3 separate regions of the Mus musculus genome follow, and regions 1 and 2 are each linked to region 3. A link is a contact called in public promoter capture Hi-C data. All regions are on one chromosome and are shown on one strand. Each heading gives the region's core, a stretch centred on a gene start, on an enhancer-like site or on the middle of the called end of the contact. The rest is flanking DNA. Distances are from core to core; before and after follow the strand shown. Region 1 has its middle 21 kb from the start of Gm24382. Region 2 overlaps Aadacl2fm3 (AADACL2 family member 3). Region 3 holds the start of P2ry13 (purinergic receptor P2Y, G-protein coupled 13).

The links. Promoter capture Hi-C pulls out the DNA fragments that hold promoters and counts their contacts.
Region 1: a promoter capture Hi-C map of stem cell-derived epiblast-like cells shows a contact between it and region 3, with 5 times the contacts expected there. The contact joins the enhancer-like site here to the promoter of P2ry13 in region 3. A contact is called at or near these places in 17 of 39 promoter capture datasets (the 3T3-L1 cell line, 3T3-L1-derived adipocytes, the C10 cell line and 12 more), 1 of 15 datasets of contacts at CTCF or cohesin (the NIH/3T3 cell line), 3 of 484 Hi-C or Micro-C datasets (bone marrow-derived macrophages, uterus and ventricular fibroblasts), 1 of 115 datasets of contacts at active chromatin or transcription factors (pancreatic cancer cells) and 4 of 9 other capture datasets (adipose tissue, embryonic stem cells, liver and 1 more).
Region 2: a promoter capture Hi-C map of embryonic stem cells shows a contact between it and region 3, with 3 times the contacts expected there. The contact joins the enhancer-like site here to the promoter of P2ry13 in region 3. A contact is called at or near these places in 13 of 39 promoter capture datasets (the 3T3-L1 cell line, 3T3-L1-derived adipocytes, cranial neural crest and 7 more) and 1 of 9 other capture datasets (adipose tissue).

What each region holds. Positions count from the first base shown.
Region 1 is chr3:60,105,448-60,108,147 of GRCm38.p6, reverse strand. No RefSeq gene overlaps it. Among named protein-coding and RNA genes, the nearest start is that of Gm24382, 21 kb to the left of the region's middle. Within about 2 kb of position 1,392, at least 5 of the 459 cell types and tissues checked have an H3K27ac peak or open chromatin away from gene starts, as enhancers often do. A contact at or near this core is called in embryonic stem cells and stem cell-derived epiblast-like cells, where this site is marked.
Region 2 is chr3:59,876,442-59,879,141 of GRCm38.p6, reverse strand. Aadacl2fm3 (AADACL2 family member 3) reads right to left here. Exons shown (of 5, transcript NM_001243003.1): 5 at 1,829-2,431. The coding sequence ends at 1,829. Among named protein-coding and RNA genes, the nearest start is that of Aadacl2fm3, 17 kb to the right of the region's middle. Within about 2 kb of position 1,356, at least 2 of the 459 cell types and tissues checked have an H3K27ac peak or open chromatin away from gene starts, as enhancers often do. A contact at or near this core is called in embryonic stem cells and stem cell-derived epiblast-like cells, where this site is marked.
Region 3 is chr3:59,209,568-59,212,267 of GRCm38.p6, reverse strand. It overlaps P2ry13 (purinergic receptor P2Y, G-protein coupled 13), which reads left to right and starts at 1,386. Exons shown (of 2, transcript NM_028808.3): 1 at 1,386-1,446; 2 at 1,910-2,700. The coding sequence starts at 1,913. All of the region lies in intron 15 of Med12l (mediator complex subunit 12-like), which reads right to left.

The DNA.
Region 1 (2,700 bases), core at 143-2,642, 900 kb before region 3:
TTCTCAAGAGTCTATTTTTCCAGAAACAACTATTGTAGAGATTAAAATGGATTTTCAGAGTGACCCCGAAGCAGGTCATCCTTCTGTCACAAATGTCAGTCACATCTACCCACCATCAGAGGAAGTGCCCACCAAATTCTCAAGAGTCATATCAGTGAGGCCCTGAGAGTAATCTTTGACACTTAACCTCAACTGAATTAGAAGCTTCAATACTTCTCCAAAAGAAAGAGTGGAGTCAGCAGATAAAGGCCCCACGCTTCTAAGTATGAAACTCCACCAGCCATGTGATAGACACAACAGATAAAGATAATACCTTCGCTCTATCAAAATCCATTTGGACCAACATACATTTCTTTCATGATTGAAAGGTGGTTACTATGGCAGCATGACTTTGTAACCTTCTCCCACAAAGGGCAAACCATCACAGGGTTGTGCTCATCTTTGCATCACTTTCCAGCCCATCTCTTTCTTAGAGAATGCATTGAATATCTTCACTGGAGATTGACATTCAGAGTTTGCCTGAGTTCTCATGGTGCCCAACATTCTAAACTCAGACTTTCATCTTATACTCTTAAAAACCACTTGCTGAAATATGTCAGGAATGGCTTATTTGGATATTTAGATATCTGTATTTACCATGGGGATGTATGTAGTCATATTCAGTTACTAGAAAAGGTTGACTGGATACTGATATCAGTTTTCCATGCTTTGAGGACCACATTCTTCTGTATGTATATATATATATGTATGTGTATGTGTATGTATATGTATATATGTATATAAAATGCTGCTTCATACTACTATCCATAGATAAATGGGATTCACTTACTTGTCTAGCCTTTGGTCTCTGATGTTCCATGGATACTGTGCCTTCACAGGAGATAGGTACATGTTTTTTGAGCATCCATCATGAGCTGTGGAACCTTCATGTATTTTCCAACTGACTCTTTCAAACACTCTGCATCTAAACTATTTGAATATTTCCTTACCTACATATGCAAAAACCAAAATTTTGTGCCGCAGACCCTCTGGATCCCTTTGTCTGCTTGGAACAGGTCTCTGGGGCAGGTGGGCAAAGTGTCGGAAGAAATGACAGACAGACCAACAGGAGAGATTGTGTAGAATCTGGATGTATTCCTTCGGGTCGAGCATCAAACTTTTTATACTAAAGAAATAACAAGAAACCAGGCAAAATACAATCCACCAAGTTACAGTGACACAATACAAAAGGAATGAATACATTAAAAGAAGGTGGGGATCAGGCTGCTGCTGCAAAAGAAGGGGGCCAGGTGTAAACTAGTCTATTGTTAAACCCACCATCAGGGGTTCTGCACTAGCAGACCTTATCAAGAATACTGCAATACCCCCAACACCCTATTTCCTGGGTCTAAAGAAGAATATACCAACTTGCTTCTAATGTGAAGCTCTATACCTAGCTGTAGAGAAGATCTCTGTCTCAGTGGGATTCCCTAGCTCTATTGTTCCCTAGTTTGGGTGAGAATTGCTACTGTCCTTGGTAAGTATTTTGTAGACCAGCTCTGAGCTACTGTCTTTGTAATGCTTAATTAGTAACTGAATAGGTAACTTCCTTTCTATAGTCCTGCCGGATTTCAAGCTCAGATTTCAAGCTTGCAGGCTACTGGGACCTTGGAACACTATAACAGAATTTAATCTTAAAAGGCATTTATAATAAAATATTAAAAGAGAGCTCATAGATCCATACACCAGGCTAATGCGGCAATAGAGTATGAGTATATGGTTAAACGAGAATGCCAAAACTCCTGGAGGTGAGCTTCCTTGAAACTCTTTTCCTTGTTGAGTGCTTGCAGACTTTCAGCCTGTCAAGCAGACCCCACCAGAGAGTGTGGCAAATTTGACCTTGGTATAGTTTTTGAACTTATTTTTTCTGAAATGGATTCACTCAGTCAGATATATAATCTCAAATTTCTGGGTAGCCATTTAGATCACTATATTTGAATACTCTTCCAAACATGTAGGGGGTTAAACCCCTCCCCCAAGAATGCTTCTTTAGTACTCTATATTTTGCAATTTATTTTATTTTTATATGAATCTGTGTTGCCATATGTTGGTTCACAACCTCCAGGGGTATCAGATCCCTTGAAACTGGAATTACAGGTGGCTGTGAGACATCATATGGGTTCTAATAATCAAACTTAAGTCCTTTTTCAGAGCATTAAGTGTTCTAAGCCACTGGACCATCTCTCCAGGCCTTCAGTGCTCTATACTTTAAACTGACATTGTGTTCTCTGCCAATCATTTAAAGGCATGTACTGCTATTTTTGCCTTCCTTATTTAGCATTTTACCGCAAGAACATCATTTGAAAGACAAAACATTCTTTTAGGGTACTAAATATTTTTTTATCTATTTCAGCTGAAGAAATGAGATTATAGGATATCTCAAAATTAGACTATTGAACCCTCAAGATTTATTGAAGGAGAGGGAAATGGAATGGAATAACTAAGTATGTTATATTTTAAAACCTAGTTCTCTAAGATATAAAGTTCAAAGGGAGAATTCACAAATTGATATATGCAAAAGAGACTAGATTCTTGATAAAATGTGGTTGTTACAAGTTCTTTGTTAGCCTCCTCAATTTATCTAACAGAATAAATAAAATTAATACTAGTATACTATTATATTTTTTTAGTAAAATAATATGGAAATACAAGTCTCTATCT
Region 2 (2,700 bases), core at 107-2,606, 670 kb before region 3:
AAAACTATATAACAATATAGCATACAGGTAAGGCACACAAGCTTTTACAGCCCGAATGGCCAAAACCAGTGTCTCTGATAAAATCTTGTCCAATACTCTGTAGCAGTCTTCTCCCTCACGAGTCATCATTTTTAGTTGTCCCAAGTTGACACCAGGTCAGCTCTCCTTGCTGTATCCCATGGCAGAGATCGGAAGTTTCTTCATCTTGTTTGCAAGTGGCTGCTTTCCCTGATTCCTCTTTCTCTGTGTGCTCAAAACAGCTTTCTTGTCACCACTGTCAAGGCACTCAGGAACTCACAGGTCAGCCTGTCACATTGGAAGCATTCTGTGGAAAAAACAGAAACACTCCCTCTCTTCCCCATATTAACTTTCTGTTCAGGATCATGCCATGTACCAATAAGTGGATCCTTTTCATAACTAGAAAGCCTGAATAGGTATTAAATAGTCACATGTGCATATTTTATTTGTTTATTAATCAGAAATAAGGGTAGCCATTGATTGCTTTCTCTGTCAAAGTATTGCTGTGGGCTCATAACAATAACTAGAATAAGCAGCTAATATTTGATTACCATTGATCATGACTGATAACAATTGATCATAGAAGTTTCTTCTGCTTTTTTGTTTCTCACCAGTTAATTTGAATCTCACTTGATAGCACCTAACAAAGGGTTAAGTCCCCCTGTGGTGAGTTTAAGGTGAGATCTTAGCTGATTAACATCTCTTGGAAGCTTTTGAAAATAAAAATTTTGAAGCAAATCAATTTCTCTTTCTTAGATTTTCTGTACCACAATTTTCTAGCATAACTAAAGCCCTAAATATTAAAAAAGATATTGCCTCTGAATCTTATGGAGCAACAACTACTCCCCAGAACTTTAAAGCTTATTGTGTGAAAGCAAAGATTTGAAGTAAAATTCCCTTTAGAGGCTTTAGCTAATAAAATACTTTCCACTTAGGAAACAATATACACGGAAAGATTCAAACTCTTAGCTTCTTGTATTGAAGCAGAGACAATAAAAATTTTTCTTACATAATGTAAAGCTATATTAGCCACACCTACAGGCAAAATTTTCCCGTGATCACCAGTTCACTAGAAGCAAATCCTTTACAATTATCAGGATGCAAAGGAAAAGACAAACTTTTAAAACTATAATAACTGTATATGAAGTAAGCAAGCCAGATTGTAGTGTCTTTATAAGTTCTACAGCTGATTGACTTTTTATAAATTCTGAATTTAAGCATTATTTAGAACAACATCTGGATAGATCTGCAACAATGTTCTTTTAGCTAAAAAGAAATTCCCTTGAACACAGGGAGGGGTGAGGTCCCAAGAACTTCCTTAGTCACAGTTTGCAAAACAAAAGAACTCCACAAGCCCCGCTGAGGCAGCTCTGAGCTTTGTATGGCTGTATAGCCTAATTAGTGCTTTCATAAGGTGATTACTCTTGTAATTATTCTAATTACAATATATAGGTGAATTAAAGATCTTAAATTTGCAATCAAACTGCAAGCTGCAGTCAATGGAACATTGGCAATTTTAATCATAATTTTTAAGTTTATCTAAAGTATCAGAATCTCAATTTTTAGTACTGAACTAGTAGATTAGAAATCTTAGAGAGTATCTTAACTCATGATAATAAAGATGACAATGAAACAAATATCGCAGTTTTGTCAGCATTGAAAATTAGCAAAGTAACTGTCCTAACACACCCAATTAAGTTATGTTTATCCAAAGTTCAAGTCATAGTTTAACTCTTTAATTTTAAAATATTTTAAAGTATAATGTTTTGGTTACATTGCTAAATAAATGACCAACTAGCTACATGTACCATCACAGATTTTCTTTTAACCAAATTATATACTTATCTATTAATCTCAGACCTAATTTTAAATAAAACGGTGCTGTGGAAAATGATATGGCTCCATGAATTCCATCCTCTACATGGTCATGGATGATGGGAACTCCAACCTTTCTGAGTCGTGTGACGTAAATAAGTCCATCATCTCTTAGGATGTCATGTTCACATGTGAGGATGTAAGTTAATGGCAATTTCTGTAACTGGGAATCGTTGACTAACAAAGGTGATGCCCTACTATCCACAAGTCCTGGATGGGATGCATTTAGATTTCCAAGAACTGGTTCAGTGTAAACATGGTTCTTTTTGTACTTTTCAGGAAGGAAGTCACTCCAGTTAACAAACTTGAACAAATGTCTTGACTCTTGAGGTACATGAGCATTTCTCAGTATTGTCTTGGGCAATTCTTTATCTTCTGATAAATATAGACACGTCAACCTAATTGCTACCTTCCTTGTCAGAAAGGGACCATGCTTATATTCTCTATGAGATGGCATTAAGGTATCAAGTGCCTGTAGTGCAGGATATAGCAAGGTTTGTGCCTTAATTTTGTTTTTGTATTCTGGATCATCCTGTAGCTGTAAAACAGTATGAGTGTTAATGAGTTAATAGCTTTTAAGCAGAAGGAGTGGCACCTTTGTTTTAGTAACTTGAGGTAAATAAATTTACAAACCCAGTGTCTAATGATTACTCTCATATTTTCTCATTCTTTGAAACATGAACATCATTCATCTTCTTCAGTGAGAAAGTGGTACACACTCTCCTGTTCACACATATTCATTCACACATGGCAAGAAAATAGGACCATGATCTGAAGAGTCCTACTGAACATGACAGAAAGGTTATG
Region 3 (2,700 bases), core at 137-2,636:
AAGGGGCATTACATCAGTAAATCCTAACATATTTTAGCCAAAAAGAAAATTTTTACAATGTGCCATTTATTCCCTAGAGTTAACCAACGTTCCCTGGAAACACAGTACATTTCATTTTAAAATGTTCAAATGTGGAATCAATGGATTCCAAATTCTCAACCAAGTAATATAGGAATTACTAGTTAGCCAAACCCTGAAGACGGTCCATCTCTACGGTAAGCGCGTGGCAAGAACGGTGAAGTGAAACTTGCCATAGAGAACCACACATCCTCCCCAGGATCATCTGATTTCCTCTTTCCCTTCATCTGTCGGGCAGGGAAGCAGACTGTCACACATTGTAACTTTCTGCACACTCCCTGAGATTTAAAACGAAACACTGTACCAATCTGAGGCCAGCCCTGATTCAAAACTTCTCTAAGTCTCAAGAATGGAGGTGGTTTCCCAAAAGGGCTTCCTAAAAGTGCCACACTGTAGCTCCACTCAAACTGGGCAATTCAAGGAACCCAAGCAATGAGCGGCTGGCATGTTTAGCTTTCACTGATGTGCCCTGGGTCGGTCCATCGGTCCCCCTCCCCCACACTCCTATGAAGTAGATGATGATTTCAAACTTGCTACATGAGAGAATGAGGTATATAGCTCTTAAAACATTTGTTTAAACATAATACCGAATAATGCAGAGGTCCAGGAATAATAGCTACCACTTCTTGGGAAATGTGACTCATAATCTGCCACAGATCTAGGGATCAAAAGACTAACAGCAATGTCTGAAGAAAGGAAACAAAGCAAAACAAACAAGCAACCAACAACCAAAGCCTAGCCTTAGACATACAAACTTCTTGCACGCCCAGGCTGTAAGGGACAGAAGATGATTTGATTTTCAGATCAAGTCTTCTCCTCCTACTTGATTGTAATTTCATACTATTTTCTTCATCATTTTAACTCCTACTATTACATATGAAGTATTCAATAAGGTCGCTGAATGTGAATAATAAAAAGTAAAACACTGGGCCTAGAGAAATAGTTCGGCGGTTAAAGGGATTTTCCTGGCACCCACTCCAGGCAGCTCACAGTCACCTTGGACCCCAGCTCCAGGGAATCCAACACTTCTGGCCTCTGAGGGCACCTGAATGCATATGCGCCCTTACACATATAATTTAATATAATAAAATAGACCACATGTTAAGAATATGGCGTGGTGGCGTGCCTGCAGAGCCGGTGACAGCACTGGATTCAATACTCAGAACACGCAACCAATAACTACTGGTAAATGCTCCAAAGGTCTAAAGACAAAGAGGTTCTAGAAAATGTGGGTATTACAGAAGCCCACAAGGGGAAATGAGGAAGGAAAAGCAGTATAAGAAAGCAGAACCTTTACTTCACAAGCTATTCGTGGGTTGAGCTAGTAACTGCCACAACTCATACAGCTGAGTCTCTTCCAAAACAAAGGTCAGTTTAATTTTTCTTATGAATTTGCTTGCTATAAAAGGTAAAAGGTGGTTAAATTTTCTAGAAATCTAAATATAATATTCTGTAATCACGGGCTGCAAGCATAAGGTACTTCATAACGCATGACACACTACCCTGTACTCTTACATCTTAAATTAGGTTCTGTCACCGCCGTGTAGTGATTGGTGCTTGCTATTTGGACTTCACAAGGGTAGACATTAACAGGACTTTATAAAACAAAACTAAACTGAACAAAAACCAACCAAACAACAACAGCAACAAAACTAAGCTATGTGCTCAAAAAAGCTCTAGCCAAAGAATCAAATCCGCTGAATGAGTTAAATAGTAAGTTTGTTTTTACAAGAAGTAGTTATCTGCCAATCCACAAGGACCCTTTGTTTACCTTCCTTTGTATGCCTGCTTATGTGTAATCTTTCTCTGTGTGCATGTTTATGTGTAATAGCTGATGCTCGGGACAATCAACACCACTGGGATGCAGGGCTTCAACAAGTCTGAGCGGTGCCCCAGGGACACTCGGATGACACAGCTGCTGTTCCCGGTTCTCTATACTGTGGTCTTCCTGGCAGGCATCCTGCTGAACACCGTGGCCCTCTGGGTGTTCGTCCACATCCCCAGCAATTCCACCTTTATCGTCTACCTCAAGAACACTCTGGTGGCAGACTTGATAATGGCACTCATGCTGCCTTTCAAAATCCTTTCCGACTCACACCTTGCGCCCTGGCAGCTCCGAGGATTTGTGTGCACGCTCTCCTCCGTGGTCTTCTATGAGACGATGTATGTGGGTATCATGATGCTGGGCCTCATCGCTTTCGACAGGTTCCTCAAGATCATCATGCCGTTCAGGAAAACCTTTGTCAAAAAGACGGCTTTCGCAAAAACAGTCTCCATTTCCGTCTGGTCCCTGATGTTCTTCATCTCCCTGCCAAACATGATCTTGAACAAGGAGGCAACGCCATCATCCGTGAAGAAGTGTGCATCTTTGAAGAGTCCCCTTGGGCTGTGGTGGCATCAGGTGGTCAGTCACACCTGCCAGTTCATTTTCTGGGCTGTGTTTATTCTGATGCTTCTGTTTTATGCGGTGATTACCAAAAAGGTGTACAACTCCTATAGGAAGTTTAGGAGTAAGGACAGCAGGCACAAGCGGCTGGAGGTGAAGGTATTTATCGTCATGGCTGTCTTCTTTGTCTGCTTTGCCCCACTGCATTTTGTCAGAATACCATACACTTACAGTCA